2 separate regions of the Callithrix jacchus genome follow, and region 1 is linked to region 2. A link is a contact called in public Hi-C data. All regions are on one chromosome and are shown on one strand. Each heading gives the region's core, a stretch centred on a gene start, on an enhancer-like site or on the middle of the called end of the contact. The rest is flanking DNA. Distances are from core to core; before and after follow the strand shown. Region 1 holds the start of TSPAN14 (tetraspanin 14). Region 2 overlaps TSPAN14 (tetraspanin 14).

Region 1 (2,700 bases), core at 81-2,580, 50 kb after region 2:
CAAACCAAAGCCGGGAAAAGTGGGACCCACCGCGGCGAGGGCGACTGAGCACAACCACGGCTGGGCAGGGAGAAAGGGCGGCCCACCCCGGCCTACGCCCACCCCGACCCCAAACCCGAGCTCCGGGGGGCCGAGGGTGGGTGACGGAGCCGAAAGGAGAGCCCATCGCCGAGCTCGCTGCTTTGGAGCAGAAGAGCCCCGAGCGGCAGCAGTCGTCCAGGCTCCCCGGCGCTCCCACCCCGCCCGGCCCAGGGGCGCACTCGCCGGAGCGCTCGGATGGGGCAAGGGCCACCGAACCCGGAGCGCCAGCCCCGGGCCCGCCGCGGCTCTCGCCCGCCCGCGCCGAAGTTCGGCTCAGCTGGGTCCCCACCGAGGCCTCCAACCTCTAGCGAGCGATCCTGGCAGACAAAGCCAGCGCCACCCGCGGGGCCGCCCTCGGGCAGGCGGGGAGGAAGGCTGAGGGACCAAGCAGGGACCTGGGGGAGCAGCCCTCGCCCCCGGAGGACGCCCAGGGGAGTCTGCCTCAGACAAAGAAGAAGGCAGGGCCCGACGCCCCAGCCCAGGCTCCGCGCTCTACTCACCCGCGCGCGGCGGCTGCAGCGGCGGCGCGGCCCGGCTCGGCCGAGGAAGTTAGAGCAAGTTCGGCGGCGCGGGGCGGGAGGGCGCGACTCGGGCCGTCCGAGCGGCGGGGGCGGGGCGCGGAGGGGCGGGGCCGGGGGCGCGGCGCCTGCCGCTGCCTAGGGAAGGGGCGCCCCTACCCTGCACCGCCCGTGCAGCCCCGCGAGCCTGGGCCCGCCCTGGCCCCGCCCCTCCCCTGCCGGCTCGCCCCTCCCCCGCCGGCTCGCCCCTCCCCTACCACGCCCCGCCTCCCCGCTCGCGCGGCACCGCGGACCGCGAGGCCGAGTCGCCGGCCCGCCCCTTTGTCCCGCTCTGGGCGGTGCCGGAGGCTTGGGGCGGCCCGGGTCCTTGCCCTCCCAGTGGGTGCGCGGCGCAGGCCTGGCCTGGCCTGGCCCAGGGCTGGTCGCCTTGTGGCCGCCGGGAGCGCGCTGAGCTTTTTGCGCTGCGCAGACTCCGCTCGGGCCTTGTCGGAGCCGAACCTGGGAGAAGCACGAGCTGTGGGAGGCGGTGTCTCGAGGGATACACTGGATAACCGTGGAGAGCCGGCGAAGGATCAGGAAAATGGCTGTGGTGGAGATAGAAGGCGTTCCTGCCGGGCTTTGGAGGCTGGGGGCGGTGGTAGTCTTCAAAAGAAGGAAGGGGAAATGGTTTTCATTTCTTTGCAAACCGAAGAGTAACGACATGCTCCTTCTAGCTTTGGTGCTAAAAATACCAAGCTTTCTTTGGATCGTGGCTGAGATTTGTTCCTCACATTTACGCTAAAGAGATGGCTGGGATGATTCTTGTGGGTTAAGAGGGGTTTCCAGGGACAGCCAGAAGCGGCTCCCCAGCCTCAGCCTGCCTACCTGTAGAATGAGTCACGCACACCTCTGTTTCTTAAACTTATTCTGTGGTTGAGGGCCGAGTGATCTGCTCTGTTGGGTAACACCAAACAGGGATCAATTAAAACTCGGCTAAGACTGGTTGCCACATGCCAGTACAAGCAGCCAACAGGTTAATTCCAATGGTAGGAGTAGATCTTGAAATGGATACTGTTCGGTCCATTCCCAGGTTTGTTTCTGGCTTTTTTGTTTTTGAGATAAGCTATCACTTTGTGGCCCAGGCTGGAGTGCAGTGGCATGACCGTGGCTCAGTGCAGCCTCTACTTCCCGCCTCAGCTTCCCAAGTAGCTGGGACCACAGGTGCAGGGCACCACGTCTAACTACAGACAAGATATTGCTATGTTGCCAATGCTGGTCTAGAATTCCTGGGCTCAGGCAATCCTCCCACCGCTGCCTCCCAGAGTGCTGGAATTACAGACATGAGCCACTGTGCCTGGCCAATTTTGTTTGTTTAATTAAGGGGGATGCAACCTGTCTGTGACACCCCAGGCAGTTCAGGCACCTCCGTGGGAACCTGTCCATTCATTCAGCAGATGGTGAGTGCTTGACTGAGTGCCTGATGGATGCCAGGCCATGTGTCTATGCTGTGACACTTCAGTGAACAGGACAGCTGAGGCTTTTTGCCCGATAAAGGTAATTTTTAGTGGAGAAGACAAATAAATAATCACAAGTTGAAGTAAAGGCTGGGACAAAAACAAGGGATTAGAATAGAGAATAAGAGCTACCTCAGATGAAGTATTCAGGGAAAGAGTCTTTGAGGATCAGATGAAGTATTCAGGGAAAGGGTCTTTGAGGAGGTGATCCTGAAATTGAAATCAAAAGAATGAGGAGTTAGCCTTGGGAAAATTCAGGCAGAGACATTCCTCCTTGAGAGCAGTAGGTGCCTTTTCAGGGTAAGCTCTGGATGGGTCAAAGAGGTGAAAGAAAATCAGTGTGGTTTAATTATCAAGCCTTGGGGAGGAGGCCCAGGATGGAGTGGGAAGGTGGGAGGGGGGGGCGGGCAGATCATGCAGGGCCTGTGGGCTGTGTCAGAGAATGGAGACTTTGTTGAGTCTTGGAAGGGTTTTATGCAGAAGACTAACATGTTCTGATTTAAGGCTGTGCGTGGGTGTCAGGCAAAAATAAAAGCAGGGAGCCAATTAGGCTTGCCGCAATCCAGGCCAAAGATGATGGTGGTTTGAACCAAAGTGGTGGCCATGCT
Region 2 (2,700 bases), core at 46-2,545:
AAGGGGGAAGCTGAGCCCTGGAGACTGAGTCATGTAGCATGTTTGCAATTCTGTTTTTAGATTACAGTTGAACTCTCCTCCTCTTTGTTCCCGCTAGGTAAGGAACTAGGAGAGACCACAGCCCCCCTTCCAGTCACTGATCTCTGCTATAGTTTAACTGCTTCCTTCATTGTTCTTTACTGACTCAGATCAGATATCATCTAAGACCAGGGACAATTATATCTTCAGCATGGAATGTTATACATACCTTTCCTGAAAGCTGCCTCAACTAATCAGAACATTATGACTATGCATTAAGATGTACATAGGTGTCTGGGGGTGGTGGCTTACGTCTGTAATCCCAGTACTTTGGAAGGCTGGGGCGGGCAGATCACTTGAGACCAGGAGTTCAAGACCTGCCTGGCCAACATGGCAAAACCCCATCTCTACTAAAAAATACAAAAATTTGCCGGGTGTCATGGCACATGCCTGTAATCCCAACTATTCAGGAAGGGGAGGCATGAAAATCTCTTGAACCCAGACGTGGAGGTTGTAATGGGCCAAGATCAAGCCACTGTGCTCCAGCCTGGGAAACAGAGGCTCTGTCTGGCTTTGTCCAGATAAATGATCCCAAGCATCTACACTTTGAACAGGAAGGCTGACTTCCATTCTTTGGAATTTGTGCTTCTTGGGTAGGCCTGTTCTCAACATGTGTGCCTGAATAAAGTCTCTCTAAACTAGGTTCTGGCTTTTTTAACTATTTTAGATGGACAGATTCAAAGGAATTGTAGTAGCCAGCTCCACACTTAGGGCCACACCCGGTCAAGTGGCTGCAGTCCCAGGGGCAGCCACACGGTGGCGGTGTGAGACAGATTGAATCTGCTTCTGGGTCACTGGGGCAAAAGGACGTCGTACTCCAGCTCTTGCCCTTTAGGGGTTCACAGGCCACTTTGAAGGTGCCCAAACTTGAAGGTGAGCCTTATCCATACCCAAGAGCATGGCAGGAAAGCCTGTAGATCTTGGTTCTCCTGCCTCTTCTTTCTGGAAGCAAAGGGAAGTTCCACTGAAGGAAGAAGGCCCGGGCCCAAGATGCTAGAAGAAGCTTTAGTCCGGGCTCTTTCTCGCCAGGCCTGCTCTACCTTACTGCTTTCCTACCCTCTTCCCTCCCTAGCTCTTTTCAGCGCTTATCACCTCCCCAGCACCCATGCCACAGGGCAACAAGTAGCAGCACAGCCCCACCCTGCCCACTGTAGTTTCATCCCCTTCCTAGAGTTGCAACTGCCCCATGTGCTTCCACACAGTAGGAGCCAGGTCTCCCCTCCTCCCCTCTCCTCCTTAGGCTGGGCAAGGAGGCACAGAGGTGCTTAAAGAATCACCCCTGCCCCACAGGGCACCCTGACGGCACGTAATCCAGCCCTGCTCCCTGCTCTCTCTCATCCAAGAGGATAAGGGCCTCAACAATAAGCATGCCTGTGTTCAGGGACCTGGGTTGCCCCATGCCTGCCCTGGGCACAGCTGCAGGCAAGAGCTGAGCTCTCTCCATCCAGAGATCAAAACCAAAACAGCCCAGCTCCTGCCTCCAGCAGCCAACCTTATCATGGGGGCAGAGTAGGCAGGTGCTGCATCTGTAAAGATTAACTACTACACACCTTGACACTGCATGAGAAATGCTTGTCAGGGAACAGACTGGAGGAGGGGAAAATGATGTACAGTGAATCTGGTTTTGGCTGCCTGAAGCTCAGCGTCCTGTGACAGTTATACCTACCTTTTCGCTCCATGCCCACAGCCCAACTCCGAGGAAGACAACTCCAGCCAACTAAGCGGGGCAGAGGAAAGAGAGAGGAAGTTAGGTCAGAAACTAGCACTGTGACCATGCTTCATAGAGCGAAGTCCACATTGCCAGGCAGGGCATGCTCTAGCTCACATCCCACACGGCCCCTTGGGCCCTGCAGATGACAGGGGCCGGCAATGCCAGAATAAAGGGGCATTGAGGTTCTTCAGATAACCTGAACCCACCTTCCTGAATGTCTGGACAAACTCCATCAACCTCAGATGACCCCATGACCCACGGAGGGGAACAGGAAAAGATCCCAGAGCAGACTCCACCCTGGAGAGACTATGGGTCACAGACATCAGGCTGTGCCCTGTTTCTTCCCCTTTCTGCAACCCTGACTCTTATCAGTGTACTATCTGGTGTATAAGAAGACATCACCCCTTGTGAGGGCTGCCCCAGGTCCCCTCAGAGGTTCCCAAAGCAAGATCAGGCTGCACAGGGCCAGGTACCACCACAGGGTGAAGACAGAGGGAAGCAGAGACCAGCACCACCTCTGCCACACACGCCAGCTCTCCAGCCCTGGAGGTGGACACCAGGCACAGATAAGCAGCTACCCAGCGGCCCAGGCCATCCACTGGCCAGGGTTGAGCCTCCTCCCCGTGGTATCTATACTGAGTAGGGGGCGCACCTGTGCTCAGGATAGGCTGGGTTTTTAGCTAGAGAATGAAAACAGGCATGCTCTAAGCAATGAGCTCACCCCAGAAAAGAAGCACCCCCAACCCCAACCTCCCACCTGCAGGAGCCCACACCCCATGTGCACCACAACAGAAAGGGGCCCATCCAAATACATCACACAGGTTCCTGAACCAGGGAGGACTTTTCCATATAGAACAAAACACATTGTGGGCTCTGCTAATAAAGCTGCCTCCTGTTTTTCTATGAAGACT

What was found. Hi-C and Micro-C count contacts between places; a contact is called where the count stands out from the background.
Region 1: a Hi-C map of skeletal muscle shows a contact between it and region 2, with 4 times the contacts expected there. The contact joins the promoter of TSPAN14 here to the enhancer-like site in region 2. A contact is called at or near these places in 3 of 3 Hi-C or Micro-C datasets (induced pluripotent stem cells and skeletal muscle).

What each region holds. Positions count from the first base shown.
Region 1 is chr12:50,093,110-50,095,809 of calJac240_pri, forward strand. TSPAN14 (tetraspanin 14) reads right to left here and starts at 1,331. Exons shown (of 10, transcript XM_078345444.1): 1 at 1,098-1,331. The coding sequence starts at 1,301.
Region 2 is chr12:50,043,511-50,046,210 of calJac240_pri, forward strand. It overlaps TSPAN14 (tetraspanin 14), which reads right to left. Exons shown (of 10, transcript XM_078345444.1): 3 at 1,745-1,795; 4 at 969-1,020. Among named protein-coding and RNA genes, the nearest start is that of SH2D4B, 27 kb to the left of the region's middle. Within about 2 kb of position 1,296, at least 4 of the 16 cell types and tissues checked have an H3K27ac peak or open chromatin away from gene starts, as enhancers often do.